3 separate regions of the Mus musculus genome follow, and all the other regions are linked to region 3. Evidence: chromatin contacts called from public promoter capture Hi-C data. All regions are on one chromosome and are shown on one strand. The core of a region is the stretch at or near the end of the contact, and the rest is flanking DNA. Distances in the headings are between cores, read along the strand shown.

Region 1 (3,170 bases), core at 87-2,586, 320 kb after region 3:
ACAGGGCTTCCCCCAACAGAGAGTTCCAGAGGCAAAGGCTGACAGAGACACGGGGACTAGGAGAGTGACCGGGCACAGATAAAGTAGGCCTGTCTCTGAGGCCACTGGGTCCTCTCTTGCCCTCCTTCTTCCATTACTGGCAGTGAAAATTTGAGTCCCCAAGAGGAGGCAGTTACAAAGGTAATTTTCGTGGTAATCCAGCCCAGGTCAACTGATCTGTTTTTCTATTAATTGTTTTCCCTAAAATTGCCTTGTTCTCTGAGTTCATGCAGAGCCCCCTCAGGAGCTATTTTATCATATCTGGTTTCTAAATGGTCATACAGCACTGGCTTTCTTACCTCAGGCATATCATGCCCTTCCTAAGGGACGAGGAGTCATTCTCGTCTGCTGGTTAAGCGAGTGGCTTCCGTGGAGGCCTTTCCGCTTTGGAAGTCTATGGAAGGACTTAAGGAGGAGCAGTGTGTGGAAGCCAGAGGCCTATCTGATAACGGGAAAAGGATGGGAAGGCAGCTTAACAGGGAGGCAGGGCAAGGCATGGGGCTCTCTTGCTCTGAAAAGGGGAGAGTGAGTGAGAACTCCCCCAACAATGTGGCAGACATCTTAACCTCCATGTATCTGTGCCACTGCGTCTGTCCTCCCCATCCCATCCCTACCCCCACCCCCCAAGGGGACAGAGGAGAGACAGATGACATGCCTAGGTAATGAACTAGCCCAGAAGGGGAAAGATAACACCTGGAGGATTACGGATGCTTAGAATTTAACACCTCCTTCTCTCAGATCCAGAACCTAGCAGATAGATCCCCTGGGGGAGGATCCTGCTTGCCTCTGCCTGGTGTGGTACTCCACATTGGGCTTGCCTAGACCTTTGGGGACTGAGAGAATGAGGAAGCATGTGGCCATTCCTCATACCTCCATTTTCTGATTGATTCCTTTTCTTACCAGTGTGCCTGCCTATCTTCTACCAGGGACTCTAAGCCCCCTAAAGGGAACTGCGTGAGGCTCCCAATAGTTAGTGGTCAAGTGTTCCTGGGTCTAGTCTGCATCTCCCAAATGCAATTCTTACATTTATATACGCCCCCTGACTCTCCGTGGCCTCACCCCAGCACCTAGGGGTACAGGGTTCACTGATTGTTTGTGGATTGTATGGGAAGAATGTTGAGCACAAAGTGCTGGGCTCCAGAGACCTGGATTCCAATCCTGTTCTGACACTCACCACCACCCTTACGGGTAAAGAAAGGCTAAACACTCAGAACTTCCGTTTCCTTGGCTGTACCATGAATGCTGAGCCGGACACAGAGAGAATAGCATTATCACTGTCAGTATTACTTGTCCTCTAGAGTCCTAGAAGGGCAGCTCTGCCTGGCAAACCCCTCTGCTGTGGGCAGCCCCACCCTTCCTGCTCCCCTCTCTGCCCCTCCCCAGTTCAGTGATGGGGTGTTTTTAGGATAAGCATCCAACACAAGCACTGTGCCTTGAGGAATGATGGCCCTACTCCCAAATGGGGGAGTCCCTGCCGAGACCCTGGAAAAGACCAGTGACCAGGGGCCTTTGCAAGTAGGACTATGGCCGGAAATGGGTTGGATGAGGCCTGTGGCAGTGGCTGGTTGCTTGGTTCCCATTTTAAATGAGGAACTGCCTAGACTGCCCACTTAACCACAGACAAGGGCCTCAGCTTTCTGCTTTCCTCTGTCTCTGAACTCCAGTGTCTGGGCTGTGTTCCTGGTCCTGCTAGGATGAGTGGGAAACTGCTCCCATCACCCCTCCTGCCTGTTCCTGTTTTGGCCGTGAGGATCCAGTTTCCAGCTGGGTCAGCTCTCTGCCCCTTTCTGCCCCTCGGATCCATTCAGCCTGGGAGCAGTGACCAAGCCTGTGGCGTTCAGTGGTCCTAGACTCCAGGCACTGGTGGGGATTGCCATGATTGTTTTATTACTGACCCACTGCATAGACAATGAGGTCTAGGTTTGCCCAAGGCCAAGCAGCTGATTTGGTAAGCCACTGAGATATCAGGCAGGATCTGGCTACCCCCAAGGCTGATTCAAAGACCTGGAAAGGAGAAAAGGGGAGGGAAGAAAGGAGAAAAGATAATGGGTTCTGTCCATGTGCAAGAACTAAGCAATTACCACCTAGAACTGCCTTTTCACTTTGCTGGAGGAACATTTAATTGCTTCCTACAAATAATAACAAAACACCGTGCAGTGCCGGGCTTGTTCTATGCAAGGACTAAGTACTTCACATCGTGAACTGGTCCCAGGCTTAGAGTCAGCAGACCTGTCCTCTCTCAGGAGTCCCAGCCATCCTGAGCACTGGCCCCTGTCATCCCACACTGGCCTCCAATCATGACCCTCTTGCTTTGGCATTAACTCAGACATCTTCTCTTCCTCCAGCTACAGAGATTTTTGACCCCAGTCGCCTACCCATCCAGCATCCTGACCTCCAGTTCTGTGGCCACTACAATCTGGACTGAAATTGTCTCTCCCTTCAGCAAGTGGCACCCCTGGTAGGAACTTTGACCTCGTCTTGGAGAGTTCCTTTCTTAAAATCCCCTCAGACTACGATATTCCTGCATCCACCTAGCCCCAGTTCCTCATAGGAAATACTTCCTCATTTTTTATAAAGTTCAAACATGTATGGCAACTTGCACCTGTAATTCCATCACTTGGGAGGCTAAGGCAGGGGAATTACTGTGATCTCTCTAGGCTAGCCTGGGCTAAGGCAAGACCTTGTATCAAAATAATTATCACCCCAAAAGTCCAATATATAAAAAAGTTCTTACTTAAATATGCGCACGCGCGCATACACACACACACACACACACACACACACACACACCGTGCTAGGGAGATGGTTTAGTGAGCAAGAGTACCTACTGGGCAAACTTGAAGACCTAAGTTACAAACCCAGCACCCATGTAAAAATCTGGGTGTGGTTGCCCACATGCCTGTAACCCCAAGGCTGTGGGAGTCCAGACAGGAAGACTGCTGGGGCTCGCTGGCTGCCAGCCAGGCTCCACTTTTAGTGAGAAACCCTATCCAAAGGGAATAAGACGAAGCTGAGCAAGCAGGCCACCCGATGTCCTTCTCTGTCCACTATGTGTAGGACACACACACACACCACCTACCATACACAGATGTAAGAAGATGGAAATTGTAGGATGCTTCTTTGTCAGAATC
Region 2 (3,021 bases), core at 317-2,816, 280 kb after region 3:
GAAAGAGATGTTTTTCTTACCCTCCCAAAGCAGTCCATGCCTTCCCATGGGTTGTGTTTCACTATACACTCTTTTATCGTTTGACATCCAGTTGTCTGTAAAGAATCATTTTCTTTTTAGCAAATACCTTTTTAACTGTATATTATGGATTATTTCACTGACTTTCACTGTTGATATTTTAATATTTTCAAATGTACTATGGGTTGTTTGGGTTTTTTTCCTTCAAAGTGTTTATTAGTAAATGCTCTAATCCAGTCTTATGCATTTGTCCTTTAAATAAAACTTCTAAATATAGGTTGACTCCTTGATTCAAGAGATAGACATAGATGTGACATCATAGTTTACATCTCAATCTCCAGTCCTCTCCATGGTCCCTGGGGGCCCCCTAGGACTCTTGTATTACAATCTGGAAATCTTAGTTCCAATTGGGTCCTCATAGCAGGGAGGGTAGGCATGGCCTGAGACCTCCTCAGAGGCCATGGCATGACATCCAAGTGGTTACAGTATAAACTCCTTTGTATGTTTATTTCCCCAGAAGTTGACCACCCCTCTTGGTTCTCTGTTGTTAGCTCCAAGAGTGCCTTGCTAGCGCCTTGTTTCTATTGAGCCTAAGCTATAGAAAGCCTTGGTCCCACCTGTCCCCGTGCCTAGTGAGCTGGCATCTTGGGAACCCACTGGCTCTGTGCTTCTCATCACACTCAGTTCTAGGGAAAACCTTGGTGGAGGCCAGATAACTCTCTCTAGGCCATGGTTTTGTCCTATCTCTTCCCTTCATATCTGTGCTCCTGGAACTCCAGTCTGACATCTAAGGATACAAAGTCTATCAGGAAGGCAAGAGATCTGTGAGTTTTGCTTACTCATATCCCAAGATCCCTGGACAAAGGGGACAGAGGAGCTAAGGCAGAAAGAGGAGTCACTGGCTGAAGGCAGAGCAGCCCATGCTAGACTCCAAGGAAGCTTTGTCCCAGGGCCCATGGGGTCAGATCTTGGGACCAACACTCAACCCAGCAGTGATTCGTGAACTTTTTTTGTCTCTTGCTTTGCCCTATTTCCTAGGACCAGTTCCCTTTAAAAACTCCCAACCTCATCTCAACTGAACTCCCCTTGGGAGAAGAAAGGGAAATTCTCAGGCCTTGGTCTGTCTGAACACCCTGAGAGGACAGTGTAGGTCCCTGTCCTCTTGAGCTGACAGGACTTGAGAAGGCTGTCCAATGCCTGCCATCCTGCCTGCCTGGGTTTCTCTGTGAAGCAGCTCCTGCATCCCTCTGAGCTTTCCCTCATGATTTAAAAATGTAGATGCTATCTATGGAAAGAAAGGTGAGATAAACAACATGGAATGAGAATCTTCAAGGGACATGGTTTGTTTTTACTGACAGAAGAGGGAGCAACAGGGATGGGAGGAATCCAGTTCTGCCTGACAACAGGCATCCTCTCCAAATTGCGTAGGTCAGAGAGAGTGTGTTATTTATTAGAGTCTGACATCTGTTGCTGTGATATGATAAGCTCCATTAAAAAGCCTGGCCATCAGTCAGCTGCTTATACAGCTTCATCCCAGAACTAGCCTCTCACTGGCCTGGGAGCCTGCACAGCCCTGACTGTACCAGGCACCAGCATTTGCAATGCTGCCCTGCCTTACCTCTTGCTGGGAAAGCCAATCAGAGCAAGTCCCCTCAGCAGGACCCCTTGGCCCATCTTTTCTCAGGCTTCTTTCTGCTTTTCCAAAGCTCTGTAGCTCTTGTGGTTTTGAGCTCTCTGTCTACCCCTCTTTCTCAGTGGAAAACAGGGTTGGGCCATAGTTTTAACCTCAGTCGTACAAGCCAAGATGCTGGCTTAAGTTGGGCTTATCAGGGGAGAGCCAGAGGTGGGAGGCATCTGGCCCATTGTCCAGTTTTTGCTAGGAAAGTCATGGTGGGGACTACTGAGTGCTCAAGCATGAAATCTAGTTATATCAGCCCCTGCCGTGGGGAAAGTCTTCTCCATCACTTTGTGAGGTTGCCAGATTGTTTGTGAGATATAGTCAATGTTTTCTTTCTTAGAAAAATATACAGCCGGGCAGTGGTGGAGCACGCCTTTAATCCCAGCACTTGGAAGGCAGAGGCAGGTGGATTTCTGAGTTCGAGGCCAGCCTGGACTACAGAGTGAGTTCCAGGACAGCCAGGACTGCACAGAGAAACCCTGTCTCAAAAACCAAAAAAACAAACAAACAAATATATATATATAAAATAAACAAATATATATATATATATATATATATATATATATATATATATATATATATATATATATATATACACACACACAAAAAGAAAGGGTAGAGAAGTTCTGAATTGGGGTTTTTAAATAACACACCCAAGAGGAATGTACATTGACTAATAGGATCAGAGTTCCCTTTGAACCATTGGAAGAAGACACATATAAGAAACCAAAGAAAATGCAAAGCTGAGAGTTAGGAGACTTGGATCTCATCCAGGTACCACTCTTAACTGCCTGTGTGATCTTGGGAAGGGCATGCCATTTTCTGGGCCTTGGTACCCTCATCTGAAAGCATCAGGCAAGTATCTACCTGTTATCACTAAACTGTGATCGATTCATGGAAATTTTAAGTGAAAAGTATGTTTAAGATAGCATGGCATAGTTTTTTTTATCTGTATTGAAAAACATCCATCCCTGTTAGCAGAGGTCAGATACAAACTGAAATCTTACTCTATAGAATTAAGGACACTGTGTACGTGATACTGTTTGTACAGCCTGCATCTGATATTTATAGAACACTTTGGCTGTGGAATGTGCACGCATATGCCCCGAATACACACCCTGTAAAATCACTCTAGATGCAATACATTTTCAGATGTCAAGTTAAAACAGCTTCCTGGGAATTAGGCTTGACTGTTCAGATGTGTGTGTGCTGGCTTCTGACACATGCCGCTAGGGCTGCTCAGGGCTGTCATGTGTGATGTGGAGGCCAGCCAAGGCAAGAGGGCTCAGACTCTTGTTTCTATCACTTCTCATTAAGGCAGAGAT
Region 3 (3,228 bases), core at 391-2,890:
ATGGTACCTGTCTGAGCACACACAGTTTGTGTAATGGTTGGGTTTGCCAACAAAGAATAGGTGCCATTTTGTCTAAGTGTTTCTTTCATTTTCCAAAGTCAGGTCTTCTGTAATAGCTGTACTCTTCAAGGAGGTTTAATTGTTGATTAAAACTATTTTCTTAGTTTGTTTTCGGGATTTTTTTTTTTTTTTTTTTTTTTGGTTCACTAAAACTGTGTATTTGATGTTTTGATGACTTACTTTGAAAGTTCCTCTATTCCTCCACTTCCCATGTAAAGGGGAGATACTAGATGAAACCTAAAGAACTACATTAAAATTTCACACAGCTGTGAGAATATTGTTAGCACGAGTTTGTTGTAAGGTTTTTTTTTATAATTATACATAAACTTTTGTCTGATTAATAAGTTTCTAGTTAAATACTGCCTCCTTAGAAATCATGGTGTTGGTATTTACCCCATATTAACATTGAGAGGCTCACCTGCAGCAGATGAGACTGAAACATTACTGTATAGTTCCTCCCTGTCTGATATCTGCCCAGTGGAGGGAGGCCTACATCAAATGCCAAAGAAACATTATAGGCTAAGTGTCCCTGGAATTTACAGAAGGTGATCAGAGAAAGCCTTGTAGAGGGGGTGATGTTTGTCTTCGTCCTTCTAGAGAGAATAAAAGTGGGAAGTACAAGAGAAGTCAAGTAGGTGGGAGATGGATGCAGACTGGAAGAAGCTGGGGTTCATATGATGTGTTGTAGAGAAGGGTACTGATACAGTTGCTAAAGTGAGATTCCTGTGAAACAGCTACAAAGGCCAGGTGCATTTGGTGGCTTAGCTCGGGTCATGTTGCTATGGTAAAACAGCATGACTAAAAGCAGCGCTGGGTGGAAAGGTGATGTTTGTTGGTTTGTCTTAATCTTATAGTTTATAGTCTATCATCCAGGGAAGTCAGGGTGAGAATCCGAGGCAGGAACTTGGAGGCAGGAACCGATGTAGAGGCCATGAAGGAGTGTCACTTATTAGCTTGTTCTTCACGACTCCCTCAGCCTGTTCTCTTACACACCCACCCACAATGGTCTGTGTTCCCTAAGAAAATGCCCCTCAGGCATTAACTGTTCTTATGGAGGCATTCTCTTGGTTAAGAGTCCCTCCTCCCAGATGATTCTGGCTTGTGTCCAGTTGACATAAAAGTAGCCAGCACAAGGACATTGATGGAGCGCACCAAATGCTGGGCCAAGAGCCACGGAAAGAAGAACAGAATGAAAACTACCTCTGTGAACTGTGTTTCATGTGATCAGTGAAGGAGAGGAAATCTATGGTCAGAACTGAACATTGTTGAAGTAAAGTCTAAGGAGAGAGAAAGCATTGCATTATGCAAGAGAGCTAGACCACTGGGGTAAAAAGGATAAGAAAGTGTTCACAGCCTGTTTTTAGAATTGACTTTACAATTTGTAGTGTATGTCTTCAGTATTAGCAAGTGTGATGAATGGAGAATTTAAGAGCTAGAAAAGGCTCTGAGATTCATCTTACTCCACTCTTCTATTTTTGTACTGAAGAAACGCTAGTAGATTTGCAGAATCCTATAGCAGAGCTGAAATGGTAATTTCACTCTTCTGACTGAAGTTATCTTAAGTGCTTTTGAGAAATAAGCTGGAAAAGAACAGCGTTGGGAGGAGGAGGCACAGCCAGCAGTGTACTGGATCCAAGAGGAAGTGACTGAGGACCACAGGAAGGCTCACTTGGTGGGCCAGTGGGTCAGACAAATGCAGCGAGGCATCAGAGCACTCTTAAAGGTGCACACTTGATATCTGTCTTGTTGAAACACCAAGACAGGATGCACTATAAATGTGATCTCTTCTAGTAGCTGTTTCTCTAGGCACAGCCTGCTCAGGGACTTGTCACTCAGTGTTAATAGGTTAGCATTTAGTTGTGTATCCCACCCGGACTTCTCTCATCTTCTCTTGATGTACTATGCCAACTTGTCTGCACATTGAATGAAAGGGAACTGCATCTTGTTACCTGTGGGCTAGGAAACAGAATCAGTGCCTGGACTTCCCAAGATGTTGTCCTAGAGTACCTACCAAGTATAGAATGGGATTCTGCACCCGCACGAGAGGACATACTTGCCAAAGTTTTAAAGCCAAAATTTGCTTTAAGTTATTGGGCCTAATTATTAAAATTCATGAAAAAATGCATCTGATTTTGTGATATATTTGTGTTTTTAATGTAAAAGTATATCAGGTTATAATAATTAAGAGAAAATGAACTCTCTAATATGGTCCAGCTTGAAAAACAGTTTTAAGCAAATTTATTCTATTTATTTATACTTGTTCTTCTCCAAAAAGTGAGGTGGCTTAAATAAGGGACACGGGTACAGGTAAAAGAAGTCAATATAGACCTCAAATGTCAGCTGAGGCTCCACTTTAAACTCAGATCACTCATTAAAGGATGTGAGTTCTGTGAAGGGATCAGCTGCGTGTAAGACACTAGAATCAGTACTGGTGCCAGAAGCATCTCCGATACCACAGAATCATGAAGACACTCAACAAAGGCCTTCTGGCCCCATGGATCCCAAGGCTGGATGCATATTAGAATAATTTGGAAAGCGTGTTCTGACTTTAGCTTTCCTGGGAGCTAGACCCAGAATTAGGTACTTGGAGAGGCTTCTGGGTCATTTTTCTGTTTCATTGTGAACTGTGCTGGGAACCATTGTCTGAGTCATCTGTGAACATCTCTCTCACAGTGGCCTTTGCCTTTGCTCAACATGGCTTTACTGAAGTACGGTTTCTACTTAGGGAATAGCATGCATGCATATATACATACATACATACGCATGTATATATGTACATACATATGCATGTAATTTTTAAGAAGCAACTGTATTGGCACATACCTTGTATGCCACATGATTCACCCATTTAAAGTAGTAATTCAGGGGCATTTAGTATATTTGTTGCACTGAACAGTTGTCTCCACAATTTAAGGCCCATTGTCATCATGCTGAGAAGAAATGCCAAACCTATGATCAGTTAGTTCCCTGTCCTTCCCACCCCAGGCAAACACTACTTTGAATTTTGTTTGTATGGATTTGCCTATTTTGAACATTTCATGTAAATAGAAATCATTTCATGTATGTGCACATATATAGTCTTTTCTGACTATTTTCACTTGGCACACTTTTTTTAATTGTTAAGTAATATTCCATTATATGTGTATACCATATTTTATTTATTCATTT

The links. Capture Hi-C pulls out chosen DNA fragments and counts their contacts.
Region 1: a contact with region 3 is called in a promoter capture Hi-C map of adipose tissue. The contact joins two enhancer-like sites. A contact is called at or near these places in 1 of 115 datasets of contacts at active chromatin or transcription factors (fibro-adipogenic progenitors) and 1 of 9 other capture datasets (adipose tissue).
Region 2: a promoter capture Hi-C map of adipose tissue shows a contact between it and region 3. The contact joins two enhancer-like sites. A contact is called at or near these places in 1 of 15 datasets of contacts at CTCF or cohesin (the NIH/3T3 cell line), 1 of 484 Hi-C or Micro-C datasets (nephron progenitors), 1 of 115 datasets of contacts at active chromatin or transcription factors (CD8 T cells) and 1 of 9 other capture datasets (adipose tissue).

What each region holds. Positions count from the first base shown.
Region 1 is chr5:32,111,070-32,114,239 of GRCm38.p6, forward strand. No RefSeq gene overlaps it. Among named protein-coding and RNA genes, the nearest start is that of Gm36665, 8.4 kb to the right of the region's middle. Within about 2 kb of position 1,337, at least 75 of the 459 cell types and tissues checked have an H3K27ac peak or open chromatin away from gene starts, as enhancers often do. A contact at or near this core is called in adipose tissue, where this site is marked.
Region 2 is chr5:32,063,390-32,066,410 of GRCm38.p6, forward strand. The region is part of intron 11 of Babam2 (BRISC and BRCA1 A complex member 2); the gene reads left to right. Among named protein-coding and RNA genes, the nearest start is that of Gm40277, 26 kb to the right of the region's middle. Within about 2 kb of position 1,567, at least 23 of the 459 cell types and tissues checked have an H3K27ac peak or open chromatin away from gene starts, as enhancers often do. A contact at or near this core is called in adipose tissue, where this site is marked.
Region 3 is chr5:31,786,206-31,789,433 of GRCm38.p6, forward strand. All of the region lies in intron 4 of Babam2 (BRISC and BRCA1 A complex member 2), which reads left to right. Among named protein-coding and RNA genes, the nearest start is that of Babam2, 90 kb to the left of the region's middle. Within about 2 kb of position 1,641, at least 7 of the 459 cell types and tissues checked have an H3K27ac peak or open chromatin away from gene starts, as enhancers often do. A contact at or near this core is called in adipose tissue, where this site is marked.